2 separate regions of the Sus scrofa genome follow, and region 1 is linked to region 2. A link is a contact called in public HiChIP or PLAC-seq data. All regions are on one chromosome and are shown on one strand. Each heading gives the region's core, a stretch centred on a gene start, on an enhancer-like site or on the middle of the called end of the contact. The rest is flanking DNA. Distances are from core to core; before and after follow the strand shown. Region 1 holds the start of ENOX2 (ecto-NOX disulfide-thiol exchanger 2). Region 2 holds the start of AIFM1 (apoptosis inducing factor mitochondria associated 1).

Evidence for each region. HiChIP or PLAC-seq counts read pairs in DNA pulled down with a chosen protein or histone mark.
Region 1: an H3K27ac HiChIP or PLAC-seq map of skeletal muscle shows a contact between it and region 2, with 4 times the contacts expected there. The contact joins the promoter of ENOX2 here to the promoter of AIFM1 in region 2. A contact is called at or near these places in 1 of 5 promoter capture datasets (liver) and 1 of 2 datasets of contacts at active chromatin or transcription factors (skeletal muscle).

What each region holds. Positions count from the first base shown.
Region 1 is chrX:107,366,381-107,369,732 of Sscrofa11.1, forward strand. It overlaps ENOX2 (ecto-NOX disulfide-thiol exchanger 2), which reads right to left and starts at 2,064. Exons shown (of 15, transcript XM_021080170.1): 1 at 1,988-2,064; 2 at 817-876. It overlaps ARHGAP36 (rho GTPase-activating protein 36), which reads left to right and starts at 2,172. Exons shown (of 13, transcript XM_021080173.1): 1 at 2,172-2,444; 2 at 3,113-3,229. The coding sequence starts at 3,199.
Region 2 is chrX:106,706,714-106,710,369 of Sscrofa11.1, forward strand. AIFM1 (apoptosis inducing factor mitochondria associated 1) reads right to left here and starts at 1,410. Exons shown (of 16, transcript NM_001297632.1): 1 at 1,303-1,410. The coding sequence starts at 1,408. It also overlaps a transcript of RAB33A not described here.

The DNA of each region.
Region 1 (3,352 bases), core at 814-3,313, 660 kb after region 2:
ATCCCCAAACACTCTATGCAGGGCAAAGGTCATGGAGGAGACCAAGTGCCCCAGAAGGTCACTTAAAATAAAGGCCAAAAAAAAAAAAAATCAAATCCAAAGTACTGTCCAGGGGCAAATAGCTTAGAGGTATGGCATGTTTTGTATGGAGAATCACCTGATTCAGAGTCAGGAACACTGACGATAGTTTTGGCAGACACTATCGGCTACGGCTGCAATAACAGTTAAGCTAATTTGGTTTTGGCAGCTACTTTACAACAGACACATACTGACATAGAAACTAAAAAGTGAATCATTTGGGTTTTTGCTAAGGTGATCGAGCACACCTCACAATAATCTGTCCTTACCACAACTGGAATGTCAAGAACCAAAGTGAAGAGCAGCACCAGAAAACCCTGATGGAAAGAACGTAGGCTCTGGAGTCAGAAATTCATACACTCAAATCCCAACTCAACTCCTTACAATCTATGTGACTTTAGGTAGGTTGTTAAACTTGCTGACATTTTAGTTTCCTCTTCTAGAAAAATGGGAAAAATAGAACCTACTTCATAAGACTCTTAAGATAATGCAACAAAGTGCTTGTTAGACAGCACCTAGAACACTCTGTGGGCTCAAGAAATAGCAACATTATGGTTGCCCAATGAAATGACTACAATTCAGGTAATATGATGCACTAGGCAGCAAATGCATTTTTTAAGAAAATAAATCTATATCACTAGGCTTTAAAAATGACCACTCTAGAGTGTAGCTAAGAATAGCCACAAACAAAACAGTCTATAAAACAAAGCCCTTCTTGGGTTTAAATTAAACTCACACCTGGAACATACCACCATACTCCTTTGTGTTCTCCAAGAATTGATCTCAAATCAGGTTCCCCTAGGATGAAAAAACAAAAATCACCTAATCTTAATTTTTTGCTTTTAATTTGATACAGAATACTATCCAAACTATGTGGATGCCTTAAAGTGTCCTATTACTATGACCCCAAGCTTGTCAACACGATTTCTTTCCCAATCTATCCCTGCTGACACGTTTTACTCTAGTCAGGGAAGCCCACCTATTATACAAGTGCTTCCTCTTCTATAGACCCTTCTCCAATTTCAACCCCGATATTAGGAAGCAGTTTCTCCTCCCCCGCCCCCCCCCCCACTCCCGCCTGCCTGCCGCCTTTGCCCATTTTAAATCCTCTTTACTCCTTTGGAGCCCAAATTAAAATACAACTTCTTCCCAAAGCCTATCAGGATAGGTCTGGAAACTAGATGAGAGTTTCAAGCCTTCAGCACTTCCAGGATTAGGCTTGACCTTCCATTGATCAACCACCAACCCCATCAGTATCCCCTTCCACTAACCCCTCGGCACTTTTTACACGCGTTTGTAATAACAAAATACAGTCTCGTTTTGCACAGTCTACTTTATTCTGTAGTTGGTGTGCCCCCTAAATGTTTGTCAACATGAATGCTTGCTGGAAAGCCCTAAAGCGCTTGGTTTTTAAAAAAGGTCTAACTTGCTTTTTATTCTCACCAGAACACTGCACTGAACCTTAAACACATATTTCTCAAAAGTGAGATGTCTTCCCTCCTCTGCTCCCCATCCCTTCTGGAAATTGAGGGGAAACCCTTTCCGCTCCAAAGACTTGGTCAGGGAAGGGGAAGTGGCTGCAGGGGCCGATAAAGAGATGGCAACGATCTTGACCTCATTATCAAAGAGGCAGAAAGTGAAAACTTGACATAAAGTCATGCCCGGGACTGGCAAGGCATTCCCAGGCCCCCAAAGGAACTACCGGCCCGACACCCCCTCCCCCGTGGAGGCGGAGCTGGGCGGAGTCAGAGCTGAGGCCTGCGGCCCCGGAAGCTCCCTCCTCCCTAGGCCCCCACAGTCCCACAGTCCCACAGTCCCCAGCCTCAGCCGCTCAGGCTTTCTGCCTCTCTGACCTCCAGGTCCCCGGCTACTGAAGCGCTACTCCTTATAGAACCGCGGAAAATCGGACCGGTGCAGCAGCTTCCGGGCGGGCGGTGCCCTCGCGGCGCCCCACGCCGGGCGCCCGTCTTCTGAACTCCCACCTGGCGCTGCCGGCTTGGGCCCGGCGCCCAGGCCCAGGCTCGACTCTCACCGACGCCGCAACCGCTGCGGCGTCTCCTATTGGCTACTTGTTTCCAGGGAAGCCGGAGGCCCGAGCCCTTGTCCTCATGGGAAATGTAGTTTGCGGTCGCTAGAAGCTGTTCTTCCTGCGGGGCGGGGACGGAGGGCGGAATCCAATATTGACATTGGCGGAGAGACGCAAGTCAAGACGGAGGATTATGGGAGATGGAGTCGAGACATTTCTTTTTATATACCCACAATTCCTTCTCTTCTCCCCTCCTTCCGGCCCCCGAAGCTTCTCCACCACGCCCCGCCAGCCGCCTTTTCCCCGTTCTTATTGTCCCCAGAGTTTCGGCTTGAGGAGGGTATTCTGGATGTTGTAGTTTGGATTATGCAGTTTTACAGACTCTCCCTACCTGGGGTATGGGTTGTGCTTGTGGGATCAGATGGAAGTTCTAGATTGATTGTACTGTTGGTTAAGCTGGAGGGGAACACTTTATATCGTGATTTGAAATTCTCGTTGGGTTTTGATTCAGTAGCTTTTTAAAAAATGTTATTTATGCCCTGATAAGCTTAGAATTTTAACTGGTACTTTAAAATTGTCGAGGTATATTCTGTGTGAACCATCTGCATTAGAACCACTTTAAAGTTTCTGGAAAATGTATACTTTATAACTAGGAACCATCTTTTTAACTTCGAAATGGTCCCACAACAGGCATAGAAATGCGATTGAAGTCAGCCCAGAAGAAACCTCTTTAACCCATAATGAACCCACTTTGTTACTGTGAAGAACAGTGAGCACAATCATTGGTGTAATACAACAGTTTAGAAAAGATAGACAACTTGAATAATAAGAAATAACTATATTTCTTTAATAAACTATCTTTTTAATTAAAAAGATATGTTTAAAGAGGTGGATAGAGCAATATGTGAGGACACCTGAACACTTTCAAGTGATTAAAAATTTGAAGAAAATAGTTGTTTATTAGGGCAAATTTTACTCCTAACTTTTGACTTTTCTTTTCTTTGTTAGAGATGAATCCTTATAGCTGAATGGATCGTTACAGTTGGGTTACTACAGTTTTACTGATAAGGACAACTTTTTGACTCACAAATGGAATGAAGGGAAAGAAAGAGGAATTGCATTTTGGTAAGGTAATTGCCTAAAATTTTAAAAAGTGACATTACAGGAATAAGATGGATTCAATAATTTATTCAGCAATCTGCTTTGTGCAAGGCACTGGGTTAGGCACAATTGCTACAGAATTGGAAA
Region 2 (3,656 bases), core at 160-2,659:
TCTCTATTGCCAATAATTCTTAGTTTTCCCACAAAACAATTTAGGCAAAATAAGTACATAAAGTTTGAAAGGCCAGTGTGTGTAGATGAAAATCTTCAGCTTACTTAAGTTTCTGTGTAAATTTCTGGGCAACTTTCGAATACCCCTAGCCTGGGAACTTCCATATGCCTTGGGTGCAGCCCTTAAAAAAAAAAGAAAGTAAAAGAGAAAAAAGAAAGAAAAGGCCTCAAGGATCATTTCTCACATTGCAAATATGAATATCTTCAGGTGGCCATTCAAAGATTATTGACTAAAAAACCCACAAAACAGCACCTCCTACAGGTAGATGATTCTTTACCCCTCTGAAGTTGTGCAGGTTGAAGATTAGCAGGCTCGAGATAAGCTTGGATACATTCAAGGGTATCTGATGCACAACCGGCTGAAGGGGAACCGCATTCATTCTTAACCTTCTGAGGTCAAATTTTAGAAAGCAATGTGGAGTTAGGGCGAGGGGATTAGGGAAATAAAGACTGGAAAACTATACTTTGCTCTGCCTATTAATTAGGTTTGTGACCTTGGGCATGTAATTTCACCTGTCTTTGCCTCGGTTTATTATCTATAAAATGAATGGGTTGAACTTTACCACGAAATCCCTTCCAGCTCTAACATTTGATGAAACAACTTCATGGAGGGCAAATGCAATGCGTTCTGCAAACTGTTTCTTAGAAGCATTAGAGACCAGCAAGAATTCCACTGACCAGACATGTCAAATGAATTCTGGGCCAACTCTTCCTGGTGTCTGGCGCATAGCCGACTGACTCTTTACTTTCATTGCACTGTTTCTGCTTCTCAGGGCGCTCAAATCTATGAATCACAGGTGGGGTTTGGAAGGTAGGCAGGCAATATACTCATTTACAAAAGGACCTGAGGTGTCGAGCTTAAACGTCCTGCTTAGGGCCTCACAACCGACAAACGACAAAGTCGACTTGACCTCACGGCTCTAAAAAGGCCAACTGGGGGTGGCTGCGAGGTGGCATCGGACAATAGGAGACAGCCAGCTGGTCTGTTATCCCCGAACAGCAAAGCCTCCCAGGAAAAGGCCTCAAGCCGACTACTGGGCTCAAATCCCCTGAAGGTCAGGTCAGCACGATTTGCGAAACTCACAGTTTAGATCTCTCCACCTCGGAATTTAGCGACTGTGAGTGTGTTTAGTTTTTCCCCTGGGGTGGGGGTGGGGTGGGCTTAGGACTGAGAGGCAAAGAGAGCCTTTGGAGCCCAGGCCTTTGGACTTCGAGGTGGGGGTTACCGGGATGGGTCAATCACCTGGGAGCCGGTTCCTCTGCCTCGGGCCTCGGACGCACACCGTCCGCACCAAGGGCGCCAGCTTCTGCTTCAAAGCACCCGCCGCCAAGCCTCCACACCGGAACATTTCGGCAACCGCTACTCTGGACCGCCGCCTCCTTTCCTTTCTTCTTACGCACCGACGGACGGGTCAAACACCAAGGGCCCCGGGCCGTTCCCCTTGCTCCCTTCACACGCACTCTACGCAGGCTCCTCCTCCCAGCTCCGGGTGGGCATTGGACAGCTAAGCCGGCCAGCTCCGGCAGGGAAGGGGAAGAGCGCCTGGAGGCCTACTGCGCAGGCGCGATGCTCAGCGCCGCATTGCGATTGGCCCGCACGGCGAGAAGCTGTGCGCATGTGCCTAGCTGCCCTCACACTTGCAAAGACCCCAGCCGGAGTTGCTAGCTATTTTCCGCAGGTTGGTGGCAACACGTGTGGGTAAGCGCTTTTGGAAAGCTGCCCGAGGAGCGGCTGATGGGGCCGCTCTGCCTGGTTGTGGCCAGTACTGCTGCGGTAACAGTACCTCACAAAGCGTGGCCTCAGCGCCGCGGTTTAGTCTTCTGTTTTAGGTTCCTAATTACTAGGTAATAAGCCTTCCGGATTCTCTTGCTGAAGTCCACTTCCAGTCTTTCCACAGGGCCTGCCGGGGAACCTGGCTTCCCAGATTCGGAGCGGACTTCCGTCTTTTACAAATTGCTGGCGCTTTCCTACCAAGCGCCTGTTTCCTGGACCAGTAGACATTCCGCTCACTCTTTCCCATACCACTTTTATACTGTGCGGTTCTGTGTCCTAGATGCTGTACCGGGTGCTGCGGTAGTCGGCTGTTACGGCTTCGGTGCTTGAGAGCAGGATGCCGGCAAAAAGAGTTTGTGCTTCACCGACTTTATATGAGAGAAATCCTAAGCAGATTTTTTAAAAGAGTTGGAGGAGTAGGGTGAGAGGCTGAGTGCAGATAGGTGTTTTGACTCTACCACATGTAAGCTAAATTGGAAATAAACTTTGGGCTGTATGCAAAATATGTCTTTTTCAAAGCTTTGAGTTACATGTTTGGTTAACAAGTATTGAGCACTTGCCATTTGGACTGTGCTATGAGAGGAGCTCTGGGGGATGTGAATAGTATAGGAAGTGGTCACTGTCTGATTGGGAAGATGACATACACTGGTCATTTAAATATCTGATGTAGTGCCAGAGCAAGAGAAAAGTATGGGATGGAAAAGCTAAGGAATGACTTCATACAAGAAATGTTACTTAAGCTACATCTTGAAGGATGAGTATTAAAATTCAAATAGACAATGGAGAAGGGATGATATTTCAGATGGTGAATTCATTGGGACCCAAAGTAATATTTTCAGTGGTCAAGCACCATTGACTTTGGATCCCTTCTGCCCCAAGTTGAATCCTGGCTCTGCCACTTGGAAAAGTCACTTGTGCTTCAGTTTCCTCATCTATCAATCTCATAGGGTTGTTATGAAGATTACATGACCTAATATTTGTAAAGTATTTTACAGGATGCATCATGTTGTTTAAATAGCTTGGAGGTATAAAACAAACAAACCCCAGCACATTTATAGGGGACAATGACAGAGAGTACATACTAAGAAGTAAATAAGGACAAGTGAATATGGTAGGGCCAGATTTGAACTGGTAAAAGAATTTAGCCCTAATCTTGTAGGTGATGAAGTTATTATTTTTAGTGGATTAAGGATAGAAAATGAAATTACAAAGGTGTTGTTTGAGGAAGTTTAATTCAGGAAACAGTATTTATTGGGTAAAAATGACCCAGTATTCCCTTACTCATTAAGAATAGACTAATGTTCAGAAGTGCAGGCAATACCATGACTTTTTTTTTTTGGCCACACCAATGACATGGGGAAGTTTCAGGGCCAAGGATCGAACCTGAGCCACCGCAGTAACAATGCTGGATCCTTAATCCACTGGTGCCACAGGGGAACTCTGGCAATGCGTGACTTTTAACTGACGGCTGTTTGGGAGGGATAAATATTGAAAATATCGGTTCCACAGTAAGGTAAAAAGTTCTTTCTAATTCAGATTTTAAAGGCTTTACGGACATGGATATTTATTTCTCTTTCTAAAAGCCGATAATCAACATGGGTTGATTAAATACAAAATTAATCATATCTGTTGATGAAAGAGGCTTTCAAAAACACTGTCAAAATCATGACACTCAAGTACCTATGAAAACAACTAGATGTATTTGAAAGAAAGTCATTTAATGATGAACAGTTAACACAAGGAAAAGTCATTGTACAGCACATTCATTTTTGCAATAGATGCAATGAGGTATTTTCTTGTCCTCTTAATTAAAAATTATATCA